3 separate regions of the Mus musculus genome follow, and all the other regions are linked to region 3. The links are chromatin contacts, called in public Hi-C and HiChIP or PLAC-seq maps. All regions are on one chromosome and are shown on one strand. Each heading gives the region's core, a stretch centred on a gene start, on an enhancer-like site or on the middle of the called end of the contact. The rest is flanking DNA. Distances are from core to core; before and after follow the strand shown. Region 1 has its middle 14 kb from the start of Itgam. Region 2 has its middle 26 kb from the start of Trim72. Region 3 holds the start of Pycard (PYD and CARD domain containing).

Region 1 (4,949 bases), core at 670-3,169, 55 kb before region 3:
GGGGCGTGTTGTTACCCAATAGGGTCAGCAGGGTGGCATGCAGCAGCCTGGGGCTTGCACAGACTGCCTCTCTAACACACTGCCCAGCCACACCATCACTCTGGCTCTGCCCAACAACAGGATGTGTGAGATGAAGAATGATTCATTTCCTGGCGTGGACCTCCTCATCTGTACAGTATGATCTGTACTTCCCCTGGAGGCCATGCTGGTATCAGTGGTCCATACTGTTGCCCCAGGCTAGGATGAAGCTCCAGGGCCGTGTTGATGCCCATGGACCTGGATGTTGCCTTGGGCCATGTTTTGGTCCATGGTCCTGCCCTGAGCTGCCCTTCCCCCAGAGGCTCTTCTCTATATGACCCAGCCATTTTGGTTACCTGCCCCTTTTGTGTCCTTGCACTCTTGGCTGCCACACTTGATCCCCTTCTCTCTCCAACCCCTACACACACACACACACACACACACACACGGTCCAGCTCAGTCTGGTGATGTTCTCTGGACTCTCCCAGATGTCCCTGCCTCTGGCTATGCTCCCCTCATGTATACAACAAACCATGTATGCTCCCCTCCTCCACCAAACCCAGGAACACTCATGTGCTTTTTTATTTCTTTCTTCCATTAAAAACACATCAGAGCAGACTGAGAAACAGTGAACCAAGGAAGCTCTTTTGCTATAAAACTTGCCAGAGCTTCTTTCAAAAGAAAGAGAGAGAGAGAGAGAGAGAGAGAGAGAGAGAGAGGAAGAAAGATAAGAAAAAGAAAGGAAAGAAAAACAGCTGAAGACAGCTCAGAAGTTGAGAGCACAGACTGATGTTGCAGAGGCCCCCAGCTTGGTCTGACTTCCACAGGTGTGTGCACTCATATGCGCACACCCACATGAAGACACACATATAACACAATGTAAAATAAGAAAAATAGGATGGGGTTGGTGAGATGGCTCAGCTGCTCTCCTGGAGGTCATGAGTCCAAATCCCAGCAACCACATGGTGGCTCACAACCACCCAGCAAATGGGGCTGGAGGGAGTTGGGGTCGGAGCAAGCAGGGGCCAGAGCAAGAGGGAGAAAGGGAAGTGGGAAAAAAAACTGAATGTATGATGATAAATAAGCATCATTGCTTTCTAACGGGGGGGGGGGGGAGGGGGGAAGGAGGGAGGGAGGAAGGAAGGAAAAATAGGATGGGCATGGGGACTCATGCCTTCAATTCCATCACTGAGGAGGCAGAGGCAGGTGGATCTCTGTGAGTTTGAGGCCAACCTAGTCTACAGAGTGAACTCTAGGACAGCCAGGGCTATGTAGAAAACCTACAATAATAACAACAAATAAATAACTAAAATAATAAATCAATCTAAAAGAAAGGGAAAAGAAAGGAATTACAGCTAGGTGTGGTAGCACACACACCAATCATCCCAGCACTCTGGAGATGAGGACAGAGGGTCAGAAGTTCAAGGTCATCCTTGGCTACACCACTCATATAAAGGCCAGCCTGGAATACAGAAGATCTGCTGAAAAAAAAAAGAAAAAAAAAACCCAGCAAGATGGTTTAGTGGGTAAAAGCCTAACATCCGCAGTGCAATCCTCACGGCTGAAAGAGATAACAGACTCCCAGACAGACAGACAGACAGACAGACACAAATACATATATCTCAGCACAAGTGGGCATACACACATACACACACATATACATACACATATACCCACATGTACACACACACATACACACACATGCACACAGAGAGACAAACAGATAAAATATAAATGAATGTATCAAACTTTTATGAAGAAAAGGCAAGGGAGACCTGACACTACCATCAAGAATAGCACATTTCTCCCAAAGAGAAGCAAGAAGCCCATATCTGGCCCTACCTCCCTCATCAACCACTGCCCTGGTTTCACTTCCATTTTGCAAAACTTCTCCAAAGCAGTTGTCTATATCCGCTGTGTGGTTTTCGCCCTAAAATTCCTTCTAAGCATGCGAACCCCATCCTAGCCCCTTCCCTACCAAACAGTTTCAGAGGTCACCAAGCCAATGAGGCTTACTGCAGCCTTCAGTTCCTTGTCCTTATCTTTAGTGATTCAGACCCTTTGACACTTCCTCACTACTTTCTGTAACTAATTTGTTTAGTTGCCAACTGAAACCCCACAGCGCTGTCTCTGCTACCTTGGTTCCTCCTTCTTGGTTTCTTTGCCCAATTCTTTCTTTCCAAGTAGAAGAGCTCAGAGATTAGTCCTTTTACCTCTTTTTGTAGAAGTCGTCGTCATAGTAGTAGTAGTAGTAGTAATTGTTGTTGTTATTGTAGTAGTTGTTGTTGTAGTCATTGTTGTAGTAGTTGTTGTTGTAGTCATTGTAGTAGTAGTAGTTGTTGTTGTAGTTGTTATAGTAGTAATGGTAATTGTAGTAGTAGTAGTAGTTATAGTAATAGTAGTAGAGATAGTAGTTGTAGTAGTAGTAGTGTTATAGTTATAATTGTTGTTGTAGTTGATTTGAGACAGGGTCTCACTATGTAGCCCCAGCTGTCCTGGAACACACTATCTAAAATCAGGCTGGCCTCAAACTCCCGGAGATCTACACACTTCTGTCTCCCAAGTACTGGCAGTTCATATGTATGTGTACATGTGTGTGTCCATAGATGCATTTGTATGTGTGTGTTCACATGTACATCTTTACTGGTCAAACAATTCAGCCCCTCACTGGCATGACTTGTTTCATCGCCAGTCACTAACGATCTGACCTATCTTCTCAATCACTTTCTGCGGATCGGCGCATAAAACAAGGCCACACAGCATTGGCAGCTGAATGATTTGACCAGTAAAGATACACCAGATCACGCTTAGGTTCGAATGGTTTGTTATTTATACAAACGGCCAAAGCTCCTCACGGTCTTTATCTTGTAAATCACAGAGGATGACAAACATAAAGCTATTCACCTATAATCCCAGTACTTGGAAGGCTGAGACAGGAAATCAAGAGTCTGAGGCTCCATTTCCCGTTTCTCTGTGATCTGAGCGGCCTCTGCTTCACTCTCTGCTACTCATTACCTTGCTGAGATGCTCTGAAACCAGGAGCCAGAAGTCAGATAGTTTGGTCCCTGAAGCCACAAGTCAGATCTTTTGGTCACAGTCATACAGCAGTAAATAACACAGAATATGAGCCAAACTTGGGAGGAGGTGTTAAACCCTAGTTCTATAAGTATGTGATTTTTTTTATTGTATTTTTTTATGTATGTGGGTGTTTTGCCAGCATGAATGGCTATACACCACATCTGGGCCTGGTGCTGGAGGAGGGCAGAAGAATGTGTCGGGTCCTCAGAAAGAGCCACGATATGAGTGCTGGGAACTGAATCCCACTCCTCTGGAAGAGTAGCCAGTGCTCTTAACTGCTAAGATACGTCTTCGGCCCTGTCAGTACAGGCCTTGGTAACATTGCTCTCTGGACCTCCTAGTTCTTATGTCAAAAACAGGGAAATTTTGTTATTAATATAATGTGGTGATTGTGATAATTCAGGGAGATGGCGTGTTAGGGAGCACACCACGAATGCTACATGTGAAGTCCCTGTCTTAAGAAACAAGACAAGAAGGTACACACAAATCTATTATAAGAAGTTGAAAGTGTCAGTACAGTGGTGCACACATTTTTTTGGTTTTTCGAGACAGGGTTTCTCTGTGTAGCCCTGGCTGTCCTGGAACTCACTCTGTAGACAAGGCTGGCCTCGAACTCAGAAATCCTCCTGCCTCTGCCTCCCGAGTGCTGTGATTAAAGGCATGTGCCACCATGCCCGGCTGACTCAGAATTTTAAAAGGAAGCCTAAATGCCCAGATCTCATTGCAAAAACTACCAACAATATGAAAGATCAAGCCAGTATCTTTGCTCCAAAACCCACCAGAACTGTAAAAGTGTTTGCCATTGAGTTTCCTAGATGAACCTCAGAATACAGAATTTAAGAGAACAAGCATAGACTTCATCAACGAATTCAAGGAGTTTAAAGGAGACACAAAGGAACAGCTCAATGAAAGTAAGAGGAGAGGACTTGAGGGAAATGAGCCTGAGTGGTACCCAGGATAGTGCAATCAGAAGGACAACAGAAAGCACACAGCCCAGGACTTGAGAGTGGAACTCAGTAAGGAGGTAGAAGAACTGAAGAGGAACTTGAGCTGAAATGAAGATGATATTGAAAAATCCAGTGGCCCAACTGGAAAACCCGAAGGGGAGCCTTATAAGTCGGATGAGCCAAGCAGAGGACAGAACATCAAGACTCAAAGCCAGTAAGCAAGATGTGACGAAAAATTAAACACAGGAAAGGAACACACAGGAATGTGGGACACCGTGAAAACCAAACCGTCCAACTACAGGTATCTATGAGGGAGAAGAATCCCAAGTCACTTGTACAGACAACACAAAATCATAGGAAAAAAAAAAAAAAAAAAAAAAAAAAAAAAAACCTTCCCCAAGCTATATAAGAAACACACAGATACTTGCTCAACTGTGTTCATCACTGCTCCATTCATGGTAACTAGGAAACAGAAATAACCTAAATGTTAATTAAGCAATGAACAGATCATTAAAATGGAGTACATATATGTTATGTGCCAAAGCCAGGATACCCACCTGAGGTGCCTATCTAACATATCGAAGCAGACCTGGCCGACAGAGTCTCCCAGCATCCCTCAGTCTCTACCTGTTACAGGGTATGGCTGGCACACCCGCCCTTAACCTTTAACTTTCTAGCTCAGGGTCTAGGCTGCCCCTTCCCCAGAGTCTCTTCCCTATATAATCCATACATTTTGGTTATGCATCTCTCTTTGCTCCTTTTGTACCTTGGCCTCTTTGATGCTGTACTCAGTTCCCCTCTCTCCCTTCCCTTCCTCCTCTCCCCTCATGGTTCAGGGTCATGGTTACTCTGGACTCTCCCAGATGTCCCTGCCTCTGGCTATACTCTCCCACATATCTATAATAA
Region 2 (5,103 bases), core at 2,377-4,876, 36 kb before region 3:
GAGGAGGAGGAAGAAGAGGAGAAAGGAAACAAAAAGATAGAAGGGAAAGAGGAGAGGGGAGGGGAGGAGTGCGGAGGGTGGGAAACAAGGAAATGAAAGGCAAGAAGAGTGAAGGAGAGAGCAGGGCAGGGGAAGAAATATGTTGTGTGACTGGGACAGGTGGCATAGGTGGTGACAGGTAACAGGAAGTGTGTCCTGCACTAGGTCTGCTCTGCTTGGTAGCAGCTGGGGTGATGAGACACATCACATTTTTTCTTTGTGTTTGACCTTTTGCTTCTGCATCGCTCAGGACGGACTCCAAGTCCGTGTTCACACCAGGCAAGGTTTCGTTCCTGTTAGAAACAAGGAAAGGGAGCTTAGCCTAAGTCCTACCATTTTGTTTCCAGACTCCATTTAATCACAGGGAGAAACTAAATTCATGGTTCCAGGCTCTGGGGGACCTGGGGACTTCCCTGTAGCTGAACAGCTTCTGCTGGAAACAGTTGTCGGAGTCCAGCCGTCTCAAGGACAACTTCCTTATCTTGCTTGGATGGCCAAACAAGTTCATGTTCCCAGGCCTAGAAATGAACACTATTCCACTTTTCCAAGCGTTTTCTTAGTTGTCTGTTAACCAGGAAAGAATATAGAAATTGCTGTTATCTAGACCAAGGTGCATGAGTTATAAAACTATACAACCAGCCCCTGCTATGCCCTACTTGGCTGCATGCAGCTTGCCTGCTCCTTTGTTAACTTATCATTCTAAGCCTCCAGGCCAAAGTCCAGAAGGAGACCTGACTGCAAAAGCTAAATTAAGGACCTTGAAACCAAGTGCTGTGGATATAACCCAGTCTCCAACAGATATTCCCTTGCTTAACCCATAATGTCAAAATACAATTGGATTGCAATTCCCCCACCACCCTCTTCCAGGGCCAAGGTTCAATCCAGAACTGGCCACCTCCCTGAGTGCTCAGAAAATAAAGCTTTCATTTTTAACTTCTGTCTCTGAAGTGAGGTTTTTTAACTCTCTTTTTTAGCTTCTGTCTCTGAGGTGAGTTTTCTCGGCTTCCACCTGGAACCCAACACACAGCCCAGCTCCACAACACGACTTTGATTTTCTGCTGGCCACTGTGATTCCTTCATCAGCTTCAATTTCTCCCACCCCAGCGACTCTTGGTTTCCATTTGAAAGCCTCTGTGGTTTGGAAACTCTAGCGTTAATTCTGAGATTCACAAAGAGAAAAACCAGTTCCACAGTTCTGAGACAAACTTGAAGCCAGTTTTAACTAAGCACTGACCAGAAGAATGGATCCTGTTCAGGTCTAGCCCTGGTTCCCAGTGAGTGGCAATAAGTAAGACACATGTCCTATGGGCTTTTCCAGGACAAAAACTATTCAGCCCAAATCAAGGGTATTGCCCATGTGGCTTTGTTATTTTCCAAGAACTACAACTCCCAGCATTCCAAGAAGGTACCTGGTCTTCGGGCCGGTGGAACTGATAGGTTGAGTTTGGCTCTTACACTAGCTCTAGGGCGGGACCTGTCAAGCGCTGATAGGCCAATTCGTATGCTCTATCACCGTGACTTAAGCAATTGGCTCAAGCAGGGGCATGAAAGCACATTATGTTCAGGGACAAGGACTTTTTTTCTTGGGCAAATACAAAGCAAAGCCTTAGCTCTCTGGAGCAAGAGGGTCGGAAGTTCAAGTCCACCCTTGCCCACAATTGGTTTAGAGGCTAAGCTGAATGACATGAAATCCTGTCTCAAAAAAAAAAAAAAAAAAAAAAAAAAAACAAGCAAAAAGCGAAGAAAGCAAAGAGCTTAAGAGAGGAAGACTCCCAAGTGTGAGGCCCTGGTTCTATTCCGAACACTGCCAAAAAGAAACAAAAGAAGGTTGGAGTGGGTACCTTGAAAAGGGAGGTGACTTCACAAAATGATTCCAGGGATATTAGTTAAGAAAGCAACTTCTGTGGCTGAAGGGATGAGATGGCTTGGCACTTAAGAACAGTTCCCTGACCTTCCATGGGATCAGGGATCAGTTCCCAGGACTCACACGGCTGCTCATCACCATCTGGAATGCCAGTGTCAGGGGATCTGATGCTTCCTCTGACCTCTATGGCGCTGCAAACATGACAAACAGCTCAACAGTTAGGAGCACATACAGCCCTTCCAAAGGACCTGAGTTTGGTTCCCAGCACCAACATAGGGTGAGTCCAGCTCCAGGGGATCCAACTCCTCTGGCCTGTGGATACCTGCACACACACACAGAGGCATGCCCACATTAAAATAATACAAGTAAATCTTTAAAAATAAAGAAGAAAATTTGGCCGGGCATGGTGGCACACACCTTTAATCCCAGCATTCAAAAGCAGAGTCAGGCAGGTCTCTGTGAGTTTGAGGCCAGCCTGAGCTGAGTTCTAGGCCAGCCAAAGCCACATAGTGAATTCCTGTCTCAAAACAAATAGCAAAGAAATAAAAGAGAGAAAAAGAAAGGAAAAAGGGGAGGAGAGATGGTTTAGAGGTTAAGAGCATCTGTTGCGTGTCCAGGGCACCTAAGGTCTGTCCCCAGCACCCGTGTTAAGTGACTCGCCCAGGAGACCCCTCTTCAGACCTCTTTTGGCATCTGCATACACACACCTTTTTTTTTTTTAATTAAGCAACACATTTTATCTGCCCTTAATTTGCCACACTATCTTGGAAACTAACCCCTGTGGAAAATGGTACAATTTCTACACCTATCAATAAGTGCCTGGCCAAATCAGTGCTAAATTTTTCTGAAGAGACCCTTGGGAGATTGACTCACTCCATCGAATGCCCACACACCCAAGAATATATGGCTAGATCAAACTGGACTCAATGTTTTGATTTTTTTTTTTCGGTTGGTTCATTGGTTGTTTTTTTGGTTTGGTTTGGTGGGTTTTGGTTTGTCTTTTGTTTGGTTGGTTTGGTTTTGGTTATTTATATTTTTTGAGAGAGGTTTCTCTGTGTAGCCCTGGCTGTCTTGGAACTCACTCTGTAAACCAGGCTGGCTTCAAATTCAGAGTACCTCTCCCTCTGGAGTGCTGGGATTACAGGGACATGCCACGACCACCCAGAGGTTTGGTTTTGTTTTGTTTTATTGAAAACACAAAGTTGTGTGGTAGGGACTGTCACATAGATCTGAGAAGAGCTGGGTAATGAATATGATCAAAATACATTATATGAAATTCTCAAAAAAAAATTCTCAAACAATTTTTTTAATTAAAGAAGATCAGGCATGGTAACACATGCTTACAATCCTAGCTCAAGAGGCTACGGCAGGAGTTCGCCATCGTCTTGAACTACAGAGTGAGCAGAGGATAGTCCAGGCTACACAGCAAGACCATGTCTTTAATAAAGGCTGCCTGAATCCTGAGGGCAGAGACAAAAGCACCGCACAGGCTTTTGGCAGCAAGCTCTAGTCCCTCCCAATAGCACAGAACCCTGGCGCTCAACCCTCACACCCTCGGCCAGGTCCTCACCTCAGATTCCTACCCATTGCTTTCTAGACCCTAGATCTGGTCCCATCTTGTTTCTGTAAAACTCATGTTGAGCCATCCTCTTGTATCCTAGACTTAGCCTCTCTGTAATGGTTTGTATATGCTCAGCCCAGGGAGTTAAAAGGTGTGGTCCTGTTAGAGCAGCTGTGGCCTTGTTGGAGGAAGTGTGTCACTGTGGGTGTGGGCTTTCAGACCTCATCTGAGCTGCCTGGAAGCCAATATTCTCCTAGCAGCCTTCAGATGAAGATGTAGAATGCTCAGCTCCTCCTGCGCCATGCCTGCCTGGATGCTGCCATGCTCCCACCTTGATGATAATGGACTGAACCTCTGAACCAGCCCCAATTAAATGTCCTTATAAACTTGGTCATTGTGTCTGTTCACAGCAGGGAAACCCTAACTAAGACACTGTCCTTGCTCTACTGTGTGTCCTCCCAATTCAGACATTCTGTCCTCACATCTAAATAATCTTTCCTGGGAAACCCATCCCATCCCTCTGGACCCAGTGCAAGACCTGATGGTCCAAGAAGCCACTACTTACCTACTCTTCTCCAAGCCGCACTGTTTCTTCCAGAACCCCTAGCTCAGGCAGGGCCAATCAAGCCCTCACAGCAGAAATGACTCAACTACCTTAATGAATAAACCAGTGGGGCCTAGCACTCCTGCCTGCATTGCTCTGGAATCTTTGTCCTGGATCTGTTTGGGGAGGGACCAACGAAGGCAACTAGATCTCGGAAAATAATCTAGGCCTGTTCTTTCTCAATACAGACAGAGAAATGGCTGTCCAGAAAGGGAAAATGATGTGGGCTCTCCGTCATCATGGACAATGGCTCAAATGGTCTCCTCCACTTAGAAGAAATTTTGTCAAAGTACTTCAAACTGTACTGGCTACTTATTACATCAAGTTAGCATAGTTGAAGTCACTTTGTAAGAGGGAGCTTCAGTTGAGTAAATTGCTCCCACCAGGTTGGCCTGTGAGCCAACCTGATATGCATTTTCTTAATGGATGATCTGTTGAGGTTTGGTCTTTTGCTACGTATCCTAATGCTAAATGCTGGCCCCTAAGGCCTAGCTGCCCCTAAGGAGGAGAAAATCTGCACAGAGACCCAAGAGATGCTATGTGACCTTGCCCCCCAAGTTATGACTGATTGGCGAATAAAGATGCCTACAGCCTATAGCTGGGCAGAATTGAGATAGGCGGGGTTTGGGGCTCCCGGGCTTGGTGTCTGAGGAGAACCATGAGGAGAGAGAAAAGGTGGAGAGAAGTAGGGAGCCATGGGTTAGTGAGGCATAAAGCATGGCCAACTGAAGTTAAGAGCCACCCAGATGGAGCCTGGCTAATTGCATGCTCTCCAATTGCTGCTCACAGTTAATCAAGATCATCAAATGCATTTGTCTCTGTGGTCTTCACTTTTCAACGCCTACTTCTAATGATGGTTCTTAAATGTTTCAACCTCCCTTCTAGCCCACCACCCACCAGAGCTAGAGGGAAAGAAAGGCTACAGGGGAAATAGACCTGTTTAGAAATGGTTCTTTGGAGCAAATCCTATCTGTGTCGAAGGGAAATCAGCAGTTCAGTTCACAGGATTCTGCAGCAGCAGCTCCATCCACTCAC
Region 3 (4,848 bases), core at 2,114-4,613:
GGCTGGCCTGGAACTCAGAAATCCGACTGCCTCTGCCTCCCGAGTGCTGGGATTAAAGACGTGCGCCACCACACCTGGCAGTGGTGCACACATTTAACTCCAGCATTCAGAAGGCAGAAGCAGGCTGATCTCTTGAGTTCATGACCAGCCTGGTTTCAAAGCAAGATCCAAGGACAGCCAGGGATACATAGCAAAATCCTGCCTCAAAAAACCAATAGTTGAAAGTTATCAAATTTATGCACAAATGCAAAACACTCAGGGTCATTTGCAGAGGAGAAACAAACACACAGCTACAGTCAGAATTGCTAACCCCATAAAAATAACCACCCTACACTCTTTATTTTTAATTATTTATTTAAAAGTATGTGAATATGTGTGTGTGCCCTTGGAGGCCACGTGTTGGGTCACCTGGAGCTGTAGTTATATAAGGCTGTGAGCCACCAGAATATGATGCTCTTAACTGCTGTGCCATCTCTCCAGCCCTCAGCCTACACTCTATACTGAGGCAAACTCCCTGCCAGATTAGCTCTAAGAAATCCCCGAGCACAGTCATAGGGTCCTGAGCAAAATGTTCAGCACCTGTTACAATTAAGGCTTTTAGGCAACAACAGGTTAGGGCTTTTTTTTTTGTGGAGGTGGGGAGGTGAGACAAGGTTTCTTTATGTAGCCTTCTTGTAGCCACCAGCTTTTCTACCTGGCCTCTTTGTTCCCAGAATAAGGACTCTGAAACTTAATTATGAATAAATGCCTAGGTCATAAGCTTTGGCTTGTTCCCACTAGCTTGTATCTCAATTACCCCATTTAAGCCAGTCTAAATCTGCCATAAGGCTAGTTACCTTGTGAGGACAGAGTTTAGCCAGAGCCAGCTGACTCCATGACAGGCTGCAAACTGGAAGTTTGGGAGACGAGGCCTAAGTTTCTGTTTCCCAGAACTGGAAAAGTCTGAAACAAGTCAATTCCAGGAAAATAAAAAACAAACCATACCTCATGGTTAGCCAATCAGGAAGCTGCCCCATTATCGAGCCTGCTCTAACCCCATGGGCAGTCAGTCAGAAGCTGTAGAAGCTGCCCCACCACCCAGCTTGAACCAAGTATAGCTAATCAGCAAAAGTGCCCCAAATCCCCCAGAGCCTTAGAGAATCACAAAGGCAACCAACCAAGGGAAAGAAAGGTAAAAGGCACCCACTCCTGCCCTAACAGGCTTTAAAACTGCAAAGCCTACCCTACGCCTCCATCTTCCATGCTGTCGTATGGCAGAGCCTGCAAGCTGGATCTCAGCGGAACAAAAGCTCTTTGCTATTGCATACTATCTGAATCTGGGGTATCATTCTTTGCAAATCAGACTCTTGCACCTCGCCTCAGTTTTGTGCATGGGGCAAAACCTCCTGCCTCTGTCTCTCGTATATTTCTACGATTCTAGGATTAGGACTTTTGTCATTCTATGAAGGCCCCTCAAGGCTAAGTCAGTGACAAGCCCTATGCTGGGTATTGGCCAGAGATGGTCCAGATCTGGTTTCTGCTCTTAAGTTCTCAGACTCTAGAAAAAGTAGACACATCATATTATAAAAACTGTGGCAGAGACATGGAAGAACATCATGGGGAGAAAACAGAGGGTAAAATAGCAGGGAAAGTCATGTTGGGAACAGAAATGAAACAAATAAATGCACGAGGCCCTAGGTTTGACCAGTTATTTTTAAAAAGACAGAAGCTAAGCTGATAAGTTATCAGACCAAGGTGCTCTTGAGTCCATCGTCCCTTTTGTACATGGCTATCTTTCCCATTAAAAGGACTGTCAAAAAGCATGTAAGTGACACTTATGGAGGATCCCAGCCTAAAGAAGAGTTGAAAATTACTTAGTAATGACATTTGACTCTGAGGAATCTGGGGACTCATAGGAGTAGGAAAGGGACAACATCCTTTGTGTAGGCTGTAAGATGCATATATGGCCATAATGATCTGAAAATTATGGAGGGATCAATGAGGAACCATAAGCCATGAGTCAAGGTACACTGGCTATCTCACCACAATTGCTGCTGGTATACCATGCCACAAGGATGGACACTCTGTCACCCTGCAAACTTAATCCATAGTTGTAAAGTGTCAAGAGTTAAAACTCTGCTGGTCCTAGTGGCACACACCTTGATCCAAGCACTTGCGATGCAGACACGTGGATCTCGAGTTCCAGGACAGCCAGGGCTACAGAATGGCATCCTGTATAGAGGAGGGAGGCTCCTTAAGCCAGATGTGGTAGAATACACCTGCTATTCCAATTCCAACCAGTCAGGGGGCTGAGCAAAAAGGATCAGGAGTTCAAGACTAGCCTAGCTTACACAACAAGGTTATCTAAAGTAAATAAATAGGCAAAGCATTAAGTGGTGACTAGGTAGCGGGCCCTTGGCACATGCTGGGCATTATAACAACCTCCCTAGCCTCCCCTCCCCCACAAAAGCACAAGAGCTACAAAAAAGTAGCTTTGTTCACTAGCAGCAATATGATCTAGATGGGTAGATGGAGGACTCTTAAGACTGGACTCTCGGAGGAAGTAACATTTAACCTGAGGGTTGAGGAGCCAAGCATTTGTCTGAGAGAGAAGCAATTTCAAGGTTTAGGGAACAGCATGTGCAAAGAATTGAAAAAGCAACTCCAGAGGAACTGAGCTTGAAGATAAGGGTAAACTGGCAGTGTGGTATAAAACAAGACTGACTAGATCAAAACTGGGATGGACCAGTAGACCCCCAGCCATGTTTAAAGCCAGTTAGGAATTCTGGGTACAGAGCAGGCTCCAAGGTCATCCTAACCAGCCCAGGAGTAAGGGGGTAGCTAGCTGTCTACTCAGGTCTCTACACTCCAGTTGTCATCACACTACAAAATATTTAATAGCTGGGGCATTTGGTAAGGTTTCAAGAAGCCTTAGCCCTTCCAACCCAACCCATCATGAGCCCAGGTCCCCCACCTTCTAGCAGATGTGAGGCTGAGAGATGGGAGTGACAAAAACTTTTAGCTGAAAGAAACTAAGGTGAAGACATAGTCACTCTCTTTCGCACTTCATTTTGTCCAAATCTGTGGAATTCAAGGGGCTTAGTGTTCTAGCTGTTAAAATTCTAATATTCAATGGCATGTGAGTGGATCCTAAGATCTGGGGAAACAAAATTTGGGGCGTCTAGATTTCCAAGATTCTAAACCTCTATGCTCCAAGAAACTCAACAGAAACAGGTTGCTTTTCAGCAACAGCTGGTTTGCAAGTAAGCTCTATTGAGTCTCTCAGCATCTCCGGACCTGCCAGAGTAACAACTTAGCTCCACCCTCTGTCCCCACCCCACTTCCTCCACCAACCCACCTCCACCTAGTTTCTTCAGCCTAGCCAAAAAGCCAAGTCTGAAAGTCTTAGGGGCGGAAACCAAAACTAGTTTGCTGGGGAAAGAACAGGAGCTGTAAGAAAAGAGGGTGGGGGAGTCCCAGCATGCCCATCGGCCTAAGCAGCTGACTTCCTGGTCTTGGCGGGCTGGCAGCAGGCAGGCTGCAGCAGGCGAGCAGCAGCAAGAGTAAAAGGTGACCGCGGCTGCCCACCCCAGAGCCATGGGGCGGGCACGAGATGCCATCCTGGACGCTCTTGAAAACTTGTCAGGGGATGAACTCAAAAAGTTCAAGATGAAGCTGCTGACAGTGCAACTGCGAGAAGGCTATGGGCGCATCCCACGCGGGGCCCTGCTGCAGATGGACGCCATAGATCTCACTGACAAACTTGTCAGCTACTATCTGGAGTCGTATGGCTTGGAGCTCACAATGACTGTGCTTAGAGACATGGGCTTACAGGAGCTGGCTGAGCAGCTGCAAACGACTAAAGAAGGTGAGTGTGTCCCCTTGTTCGTCTACCCTCAACTTCCTGCACACCAGCAGAGGCTTGCCTCTTTGGCGCTTAACTGTTCCTCCTGCCATAGCCAAAAAAAAAAAAAAAAAAAAAATCTTCCCTTTGTAGCCTTGAACTTAGCACCGTGGGTGGAGTGGGAGTGAACCCCTGAAAGTCTGTTGATAAAGATCCACCTGGCATTTCTTTGCAGAGTCTGGAGCTGTGGCAGCTGCAGCCAGTGTCCCTGCTCAGAGTACAGCCAGAACAGGTGAGGCCTCCCCACCCTACCACACCCTTGCACAGCCTATCTTTGCCTATGTAGTCATGGTGGGTGGCTTTCCTTGATTCTCCAACCCCTAAAACTGCGTTAGTAAATTTTGAAGCAGTTTTAAACACTGCTTTCACTTCCACCCTCAGGACACTTTGTGGACCAGCACAGGCAAGCACTCATTGCCAGGGTCACAGAAGTGGACGGAGTGCTGGATGCTTTGCATGGCAGTGTGCTGACTGAAGGACAGTACCAGGCAGTTCGTGCAGAGACCACCAGCCAAGACAAGATGAGGAAGCTCTTCAGCTTTGTTCCATCCTGGAACCTGACCTGCAAGGACTCCCTCCTCCAGGCCTTGAAGGAAATACATCCCTACTTGGTGATGGACCTGGAGCAGAGCTGAGGTATCTTTTCCAGCTACATTATCTAGCTCCTGACTTTGTATACACAATTTTTGAAAAAACAATTTGTATTTGTGTTTACTCTCTGGGATGTTTTTGCTGAGCTAAGCTACATTTCCAAAGGCCATATGTGGCCCAGTGGTAGAACATATACCAAACATGCACAAATCAGTCTCCAACACCTAAATTCCACAGACCCAAGTTATGGCTTCTCCATTCTAGTGCAAAGGCTTCTCAAATGATTCCTGGCTCCCCATTTGGGAGCTTTTCCCATATTATCCCAAAAGGCTACCTTTGAGAACACATGTAACATTATCCAGGTCAAGCTAAAA

What was found. A called contact is a pair of places that touch in the nucleus more often than the background predicts. HiChIP or PLAC-seq counts read pairs in DNA pulled down with a chosen protein or histone mark.
Region 1: an H3K4me3 HiChIP or PLAC-seq map of bone marrow-derived macrophages shows a contact between it and region 3, with 5 times the contacts expected there. The contact joins the enhancer-like site here to the promoter of Pycard in region 3. A contact is called at or near these places in 8 of 39 promoter capture datasets (the 3T3-L1 cell line, the C10 cell line, the HPC-7 cell line and 4 more), 3 of 15 datasets of contacts at CTCF or cohesin (CD8 T cells, the NIH/3T3 cell line and large pre-B cells), 23 of 484 Hi-C or Micro-C datasets (the G1E-ER4 cell line, the HPC-7 cell line, LSK cells and 16 more), 15 of 115 datasets of contacts at active chromatin or transcription factors (CD8 T cells, the HPC-7 cell line, the SCID.adh cell line and 9 more) and 3 of 9 other capture datasets (adipose tissue, liver and pancreatic islet).
Region 2: a contact with region 3 is called in a Hi-C map of colon epithelium, with 2.2 times the contacts expected there. The contact joins the enhancer-like site here to the promoter of Pycard in region 3. A contact is called at or near these places in 4 of 39 promoter capture datasets (the 3T3-L1 cell line, 3T3-L1-derived adipocytes, the HPC-7 cell line and 1 more), 1 of 15 datasets of contacts at CTCF or cohesin (the NIH/3T3 cell line), 6 of 484 Hi-C or Micro-C datasets (the HPC-7 cell line, bone marrow-derived macrophages, colon epithelium and 3 more), 7 of 115 datasets of contacts at active chromatin or transcription factors (CD8 T cells, the SCID.adh cell line, bone marrow-derived macrophages and 3 more) and 3 of 9 other capture datasets (adipose tissue, liver and pancreatic islet).

What each region holds. Positions count from the first base shown.
Region 1 is chr7:128,046,056-128,051,004 of GRCm38.p6, reverse strand. No RefSeq gene overlaps it. Among named protein-coding and RNA genes, the nearest start is that of Itgam, 14 kb to the left of the region's middle. Within about 2 kb of position 1,919, at least 117 of the 459 cell types and tissues checked have an H3K27ac peak or open chromatin away from gene starts, as enhancers often do. A contact at or near this core is called in CD8 T cells, the HPC-7 cell line, the NIH/3T3 cell line and 17 more, where this site is marked.
Region 2 is chr7:128,028,179-128,033,281 of GRCm38.p6, reverse strand. No RefSeq gene overlaps it. Among named protein-coding and RNA genes, the nearest start is that of Trim72, 26 kb to the right of the region's middle. Within about 2 kb of position 3,626, at least 10 of the 459 cell types and tissues checked have an H3K27ac peak or open chromatin away from gene starts, as enhancers often do. A contact at or near this core is called in CD8 T cells and colon epithelium, where this site is marked.
Region 3 is chr7:127,992,382-127,997,229 of GRCm38.p6, reverse strand. It overlaps Pycard (PYD and CARD domain containing), which reads left to right and starts at 3,363. Exons shown (of 3, transcript NM_023258.4): 1 at 3,363-3,847; 2 at 4,059-4,115; 3 at 4,265-4,848. The coding sequence starts at 3,577. The coding sequence ends at 4,518.